3 separate regions of the Anser cygnoides genome follow, and all the other regions are linked to region 2. A link is a contact called in public Hi-C data. All regions are on one chromosome and are shown on one strand. The core of a region is the stretch at or near the end of the contact, and the rest is flanking DNA. Distances in the headings are between cores, read along the strand shown. Region 1 has its middle 340 kb from the start of CYRIB. Region 2 overlaps LOC106038466 (a long non-coding RNA gene). Region 3 has its middle 350 kb from the start of MYC.

Region 1 (2,876 bases), core at 356-2,855, 510 kb before region 2:
TGCAACATAATTCCTTACAGAAGATAGGGGAACTAAAAAATATCCTTTAATTTCTATGATACAAGAAATTTTCATTAACATTTTTTCTTTTTTTTAGTATGATCTTCCAAATGCTGGAATGTATGTACAAAAGACTCTTAATGTTCTTTCTTTCCAGTCTGCATAGTTGCAGAGAAAAGCTTTAAAATATCAATCAAGTGCATTCCTCAGTCTTACAAAAGAGAAGACACAAAATAGATCAATATTACTATCATAAGACATAATTTATTTATATATATATATTTTATTTTTTTAAGCATGTCTCACAATTTTAGGGACCCTGATTTGAAATTTATGAAAGCTCAGAGTTAACAAGATTATTTCTGCAGTAGAGCCCTTCAGAGTTTAAGACTCTGGCAAGTAAAGCTGGATGGGAAAGAACTGGGTTACTGCTGGCCCTGAATCAAATCATTTTCATGGACACCCAGGCAGGATAACAATAAATGGTGCTTTCAGTGCAATCAGGAAGTGACAAGCAGCAACAACAACTGAATCCAAGTTTTCTGCGGGAAATTCTCACTGCCTTCTCATGTGCAATTCCCTCCACTTTGCAATGAAAGTGATAAATGGCTAAACATTTGTTAGTGATCAAGAGCATGGCTCAGACTGGGCCTACCTAGAACTAAGGACAGGAGATGTCCTGCCTGAACTTGTGACCTTTCTTAACCATGCCTGTGACAGGTTAATTTCCCCCTGTCTTCATGGCCTGACACTAACAAAAGAGGAGAGCTCATGCCATGCTGATCTCTGTTGGAAGGGGAAGAAGGGACCTGAAAGCTGGGTTAAGCACACAAAGCCCTCTGACCTATGTTTTTGGCCACATTTTTGGCTGTAATTCAGGCTGAGAGCTCCTCCCCTCTGTTTGGGAAGAGCTCTGCTCAGGCTATCTGCAGAACAAAGCAAAGTGTAACGCGTTTAGTCCTGCTCAAGCCTGGCTCTATGACATGAGAAAGAGCTTGCCTTTGGGCAACACCATAGAGCAATCCTGGACCACCAGGACATACTGGGAATTTGTGCCAATAAAACATGGAAGCACAGGTTCAGGTTTCCACTTTGAATGATGGGAAATGTGGGATTAAGGGACAAGCCTGCATTGATAGCGTGTTCAGACATTGCTAATCCTCAGATTAGCAGACCTCATATTTTCAAGTACCACAAAAATGTTTAAGGTGTTGGAACACCTCTGTTATAAGGAAAGGCCAAGAGGTCTGGGACTTCAGACTAGAGGAGTCTCGGAGAGGATCTTATTAACGTATATAAATATCTGAATGGAGAGTGCAGAGGATGGAGTCAGACTCCTTTCAGTGGTACCCAGTGCCAGGACAAGAGGCAATGGGCACAAATTGGAATGCAAGAGGCTCTGTGTGAACATCAGGAAGTACATCTTTACTGTGTAGGTGATGGAGCATGGGAACAGGTTGCCCAGAGCAGCTGTGGAGTCTCCCTCCTTGAAGATCTTCAAAACTCATCTGGACATGGTCCTAGGCAACCTGCTATAGGTGGTCCCACTTGAGCAGGGAAGTTGGACAGGATGTCTTCCAGAGGTTCCTTCCAACCTCAGCCATTCTGTGATTCTGTGATTGTGATCTCTTCTCCTCACACCTTTATGTGAGGAGATTTTTGTAGGGGACTAGAGCTTTTGCAGATTGCCAGGTCTATGCAAACCTGACAGAGTTAGCTGGCCGAAAAAAAAAAGCAATGGAGTTATCCAAAACCTTCTGTGCTTTCTGTCTGTATCCATCTTTATCTTTGGAAGTTTTTCCTTCTGAAATATCCAAACACCTTTTTGAGAAAGTCATCTTGTAGCTCATACATCAACACTACTTTTTAAACTATCAGTGAGTTGGTTTTTTTTTGTTGTTTTTTGTTTTTTTTTTTTCTTTGTGTGTGTGTATGTGTTTTTGTTTGTTTGTTTTTGTCTATCTCAAATTCAAAGAACTCATTCAGATTTTGTTTGTGCTTGACTTTAACATTTTGATAATACATCGATTGACAAAGGTACATTGTGTTTACAGAACTTAGAGTGATCTTGATTGAACCTGGTATAACAGAGATCAGAGTTTAGCTTGATATGTAAAAGCAGTAAGTCAAGGCCATAAAGACTTTTTAGTTACAAACAAAATTGTATCCTTGGAATAACCTGTCATATGAGTAAAATTTCCTTTATTTCTTGAGTTCTTATATATGTGCTGTTTGCCATTTATGAGACAAAACAGAGTTGTTATACTTTGTGGTGTGGAGGATTCAGCTTGAGACCTCTTAGAACTGTGATCTGTAGACTGAACATCAACCTCCTGAAAAGCAATGCCCTTTGTGCTTGAGCATGAACATTCAGAAATGGAGATGGGCAACATGCTTAACTGTTTTCTAGTCAGACTCTTCAAGTTGATATTTAACATTTGTGCTTGTCATGAGTTCAACTGAATCCCTGGATTCCCTCTTGGAGAAACAGAAATCCTAACTGTTGTTTGAAAGTCATTATTTATTTGACAAGTTCAGTTGCCACTCATGCCATGGTTCCACATTGTGAATAGCACAAACAGCAGTTCTCATCTTGCTTGGAGCAGGTTCATGATTGTTGAACTCAGTGAAGGAAAAAGTGCAGAATTTATACTGATTTTATGGTTTTATGCCTGTTGCGGGGAACACACGATGCCTCTTCCAGCAAAACATTAAATTTTGTGCAGAGAGAACATTTTGAATAGACCTGAACCAGCAGAATGAGTTTATAGCACCTTTATTATGCAGCTACAGCATTTTTGACTTTGCAGTAGTGAAAACCGAATATGCCATGGAAAGCCGAGAAAGCAAATTCTCAGGCAGTAGTATCCTTTTAT
Region 2 (2,700 bases), core at 117-2,616:
TTTTCCTTCCACACTAAGCTAGGAGCTAAGGGAGATTTTATTTCCAGTCCTTCAACACTTGCATGACCTCACAGAGCTAATTGGTGTAAAGTTTTCAAGTTTTTTCCTTCCCAGTAGTGTCGGTTGCAGTCACCAGACCTCCCCCTCAAAGACAGCCTATCAAAGTCACCGCTACCATCTCTAACGATGCCAAGCTTGGTACAGGACAAGCTTGTACAGGACCCCGACTATCTCAGCGAAGCTCTGAGGGTCAAGGTGACATCAGGGCCCTGCAGTCCCCCAATGTGAACAAACGTACAAATGCAGTATCTGCCCTGATGCATTCAACGACGAAGAGCAGAAGAGGAAGGAGAAGAAATGGCTGCTGAGGGCAGAGCCCTCACACCCTGCCCACAGCTGAGCACGGGGAACCCCACCATCTATCCAAGCTGCCTGTGACAACCAGCTCTGGTGGGTCTTAACGCTAACTAATGAAGATATGGAAAACATTTCAAAACTAACTTCTCACTCCTTCAGCTTCCTGGACGGCAAAAAGCATCATCGTCTCCTCCTCTCACCGAGGTGCTGGGGCATTTCCTTCAGTTGCACCCGAGCAGCAGTTCAGAAGACACCACACAAGTGCAAGTATGATCTACTTTAGCACCTTTACATACACATCAAATTCCTGATCTGACTCATGTTGTTGTGCTTGCACTGGTCCAAGGTATCAACCCTACCTTCACCAAAGCAGCAAATTTCAAGTAGCAGCTTAGCCTTCACCCATCCTACCACATCGGGTGTGCTGGGTGCTTGTGGGGGGCTGCAGGTATAGGTATAGGACCTGGTACAGACTCTTCACCCCATCAGGGAGACACAGTTCTCCTTCTAATGTTCTTCCTTCTAATCTTAATTGTATTTATTTACTAATCATGTGCATTCCAGAAAGCTGGGCCTCCTTCCATTTCATTCCACAAACCAAGACCTGAAGTTTGTCTTCTCCATTTTTCCCTCAGTAACCACAGAAGCAGAGAACTGTTGGTAGGAAGAACCCCCCGGGGTCTCCAGTCCAACCTCCTATCTTGTAAATAAGACTGGTTATTTTCCTCTGTAAAATCAAGCACGTACTTTTTTGTTAGTATTATTATATCACCTAATAGCAGCCTTTTTAATGTTTAAGAAAAATTTGAAGCTTTACACACCGCATACCTAAAAGCAAGCTAATATAAGAACCAGAGGCAGTTGTGAGATACCTGTAAATGAAATTATCCAGCAACTCACAAAGCAAACACATCACCATCTGAAAGCCCCAGAGCGGCGTTTCAAGTCATCTGTGGCACAGCCCCAAGCTCTTGGCCTTTGCTCCCCTCATGATCATGTCTGGGAAAGTGTATTTCACACCCTCCTACCCTTATGTAGGAGGAAAAAAAAAATAAACAAGCTGTTATTATTTAAATGAGGCTGGAAATGTTACTAAATATTTCCAAAAGGATGTACAGTAGCTGTTTGCTCTGTGTGATAAATTACGGATCACTTCGTTGATACGTGTGACTACCTGTTTATATAATCGACTGAAACAAGGGGGTTTTAGTCTGTCACATCTAGGGTCTGCTATAGCAGGGCTACATTGATGTATCATAGATGTTAGGGTCTCTATCACGTCTAGGGAATGCAGCAGGGCTACGTCCATAAACATTATGTCTGTAACACAGTTAATATTAAAAATATATTTACTTCTATCATTGCGAAACTTTAACATTAGCAAAGAGGGACCCATGCTAGATATGTTTCCACGTGGAAGAGACAAAATACAAAGGGTTCGAGGGCAGCCTGGGCTTTGGCCGCTGCTCCACGTCCCACATGCTCTGACGCAGGCCAGGCACGAGCCCACGGCTGCTGTTTCCACCACGTTAACCAGCGCACAGCAGCACGTTTCTACATCAGCAGCTCACCGGTTGCCAGAGGACAGCAATATAGGATCGAACACCAAGCTGTGAGGACACAGCACCTGGCAGAAAGCTCTCCAGGAGAAGCTACCTTCCCTAAGCAGCTTTCACAGTCCTGAGATACCCGTGTTTCACCCCTTGCCTTACAGCACTCACTCACATCTTTACTGTATCATATCCAAACACCCCAGTAAATCAGCAGCACACCCCAAGGGGTCTACGTGCTGATGACCTGCAGGCACACACAGGGAGCAGTCCCTACACAGGCGGTAAGGCTCCAAATTCTTGAGCCACGCTCTCCTCGCACAGCTGGCAAGCCCTTTCCAGCTGCTCACCGAGTCCTGCCCCCCAGGGCTCGCCTCTGCCTGGGCAGGGCACTGCACAAGGCAATACAATGCATTTTATTTTGGCACAGATTTTGCTCAGCCACCGTTTTCAAGAGGAGATGCTTACAGTATGATCAAACCTATGGCTCAAAATTCAAAGCTTTGAGTCGATCAGAAGTTGTTGGTTGTTGCATTTTCTTTTACATGCTCTTAAGTTGGATTCTTCTTCTTCTAAGTTACTGACAACCATCCCCCAGCCCCAGCTGAGATTTATACAGGACCGCACAGGGCACTTCCCCTACAGCATCAGTGAAAAGATCAAAACTTTCAGTCCTCCTAACTGTAAGAAAAAAGCAAGGCAAGCAATCTTTAAAGTCCAGCTACTGAGACTTAAGAAAAGACAAAAAATGTTCTGAAAACAAAATCAAGCAGAACACAGGCGGGTATCAATG
Region 3 (2,772 bases), core at 154-2,653, 330 kb before region 2:
TCATGGAAAAAATGAATCTCATAACAGATTAGAATTTTTTAGAGTGGCTTGTCCGAAACATATCCTGTTTCCAGCTGCACTTGTTTGGCTGGCGCAATTAGTCACATGTATACCATAGTATTGTTATCTTCTCATCTCATTCCCTGTCATCCTTTCTTTGTTTTCTCCTCCTGAAAAGAGGAGGGATGGATTTGATGACTCCTAATCTCTATGATTCTTTCATAGTAACTTCCAACTTCCTAGCTAAAGTGTTTATCAGAGTGAAATTAATGATTCAGAACAGGAAATGCACTGCAAGGGAAGTGGAACTATGAGGGTAAGACCTAACCTAGTAAAGCTAAAAGTAGATTGTACAGAAATGTATTCTTCATCATATCAAAGTACCACAATAAGGATAAAAATCATGAAGAATTGATGGTACCAAGCAGCAGTAATACTTTCCATGGTGGCAATTCTGTACACTGAATTCTCTTTGCCATTGTTAGATTTTGAAAGCTTATGGGTGAATTTGTCTCTCATATGGTTCTCAGAACACAGTATTTGACTTTCCGTCATCTCCTAAGTTCTGCTGGGGTGATCTGAGAAGTGTGTGTGGAGAAGCGTACAGATTTTTCTGCTTCTTGCAAGCAGTCAAACAAGGTAATGTTCTCCTTGTTCTTGCTTCATTGAGTGGGCAGAAAAAAGGTCTTGTCCTCAAACATTTTCACAAGCTCTTTAGTAGCAGGTGTATCAAAGGTAATTTTCCTACTCCTTTATGATGCTCTGAAAACAGTCTGTAGGAGGTACACTTTAATACAAATCGTACGCCCTTCAAGCTTATCAAAGTGTACTTGGATCGGTATCATTAGGGTTTCAGAGTCTTTATAGTTTTTGTGATAGTGAATAACAACATGTACTTGAATTATAGACTGATATATGTGTTCACATAACTTTTGACACAGTTGGATCAGAATAACAAAACCTGTTGCAGTGATAAGAGTGTCAGTAAACGATTAAGCGATCTTCTGAACCAGCCCAAACAACAGCAAACTGTTTATAGCTTTTAATATGCTTCTGACTGCATTAGATCCGTGTATCCCTCCCCGCCCCAAAAATTCTCATGCACATTTTTTGCAGATTTGTTTCCCTAGAGATTGTACTGCATTTCTGTGAAACAAACTGGCTGTGAATGCTAAATCTGGTCACAACCCAGAGGACCCTACTCCAGCCCAAGCCTATTTAGGAAGGGAACAGCAATTTGTTTTCAATGACTTCACTCACCCTTACTGCAATGTTTCCAGTAAATTCAGGCGTTGTTCTTCTCATGTGAGCTCAGCATGTCATTTCTAATGTGCCCCTGACTGAAATTTTGCATTAGTTACTGAAAAAAGTTTTTTTTTTTGTTTAAATGTTCTTTATCTTCCATGTAATTATGCTGAATCATTGTAAAAAGAAAAAAATCTGATGAGCTATCCATATAAATACTAAACGACATTAGATCATCACAACTGGTGCTGTTAAAGCAAACATAAATACCTAATTATTAGCCAGCAGATCTAAAATGCTGCCAAATAGGTTTTGGTCACTATGTTTATACAGTGACAGATTTTCATGTTAGTCATATCCTTCTGAACAAATGTTTTGGATGGACTCTTAAATCAGTGTCCACAAGGAAATAGGAGGCAGCCAAACTCTCTTGAATGTCTGCCATTGACAAAGGTTAAGCATTTACAGTCACTCTCCGCCTAAGTATTCTAAGGAAACATTAAGGAGTGAAAAACAGAAGGCGAGGATGTTCTGTACTCTCAGCAACAATGCAGCAAGGGCGACAGAAACAGATCCAAAACAGCCAGTTACTGGGCCAGATCCTGTTCCCATTAACGTCAATGGTAAAACTCCCTTTTGGTCTAGAGGGACTAGGATGGGGCAATGGGTCTTTAAACTGACTGAGGAAGAAATAGCGAGGTCTTGACTTCTCTCTTTTTGCTTCCACTTCTTATTCATGAAGTGGACTATTTATTTATTTATTTATTTATTTTACTTAGTCCCCTTTGGGACTGAGTAAAACTGAGTCAGGATGTAAGCATGTACCTTAACCAGCCTGTTAGGAAGGCTAATACATTTTATATCTACTTAAAGTAATTTCCCTAAAAATTATACCCATTTTCCCCATTTCTTTTTTTTGGACATTTATAACATTTAAATCTATTCTGTCCCATTTAGTTTCACTCACAAAATCAGTTGGAGTAGACCAATGGAGCAATTTGGTTTGAGGGAAAATAGCAATAGGGCTGGGATACATTTTAAACCTAGGGGAATTTTGTTGTTGGAGCCATCACTTCATATGGATATAAGGCCATATATTTTCGGATGAGTTCATGGTCTCTGCCCCAGCTTTTAAACTTTACCCTTCACATAAACCTCATTACAGGGGTTAAGACAGATGGATGTATGTAATTTGCTGACCCAGCGGCCAGGTCCTGATATTTCTACAGTAAGATGAATATACCTGGAGGCACCCCAAGGAATGGACTAGCATGGAGAACTGCTTGCAGGCTTACAGGAGAAAGGGGATATGTCCCTCCTTCTCACCTGAACTACATGTCAGTAATTTTGCATTTTGATCTCCTTCTCACCTTTTGGACAAATAGACAAGACAGAAGGACATATAACATGTACTTCACCATTTCTTGTCTTTCAGCACTGAAGATCCAAGGGCAAAACTTCTCTGAATTTTGTATACTTATGTACTTGTGCAAACATATTGCAGAATAGGGGAGACAAATATATCTA

Evidence for each region. A called contact is a pair of places that touch in the nucleus more often than the background predicts.
Region 1: a Hi-C map of liver shows a contact between it and region 2, with 2.5 times the contacts expected there. The contact joins two enhancer-like sites. A contact is called at or near these places in 2 of 7 Hi-C or Micro-C datasets (both in liver).
Region 3: a Hi-C map of liver shows a contact between it and region 2, with 15 times the contacts expected there. The contact joins two enhancer-like sites. A contact is called at or near these places in 2 of 7 Hi-C or Micro-C datasets (both in liver).

What each region holds. Positions count from the first base shown.
Region 1 is chr2:153,709,555-153,712,430 of Taihu_goose_T2T_genome, reverse strand. No RefSeq gene overlaps it. Among named protein-coding and RNA genes, the nearest start is that of CYRIB, 340 kb to the left of the region's middle. Within about 2 kb of position 1,605, at least 1 of the 3 cell types and tissues checked has open chromatin away from gene starts, as enhancers often do. A contact at or near this core is called in liver, where this site is marked.
Region 2 is chr2:153,197,772-153,200,471 of Taihu_goose_T2T_genome, reverse strand. LOC106038466 (a long non-coding RNA gene) reads left to right here. Exons shown (of 5, transcript XR_010828806.1): 3 at 517-624. The region is part of intron 1 of LOC136789798 (a long non-coding RNA gene); the gene reads right to left. Among named protein-coding and RNA genes, the nearest start is that of MYC, 28 kb to the right of the region's middle. Within about 2 kb of position 1,366, at least 1 of the 3 cell types and tissues checked has open chromatin away from gene starts, as enhancers often do. A contact at or near this core is called in liver, where this site is marked.
Region 3 is chr2:153,523,497-153,526,268 of Taihu_goose_T2T_genome, reverse strand. No RefSeq gene overlaps it. Among named protein-coding and RNA genes, the nearest start is that of MYC, 350 kb to the right of the region's middle. Within about 2 kb of position 1,403, at least 1 of the 3 cell types and tissues checked has open chromatin away from gene starts, as enhancers often do. A contact at or near this core is called in liver, where this site is marked.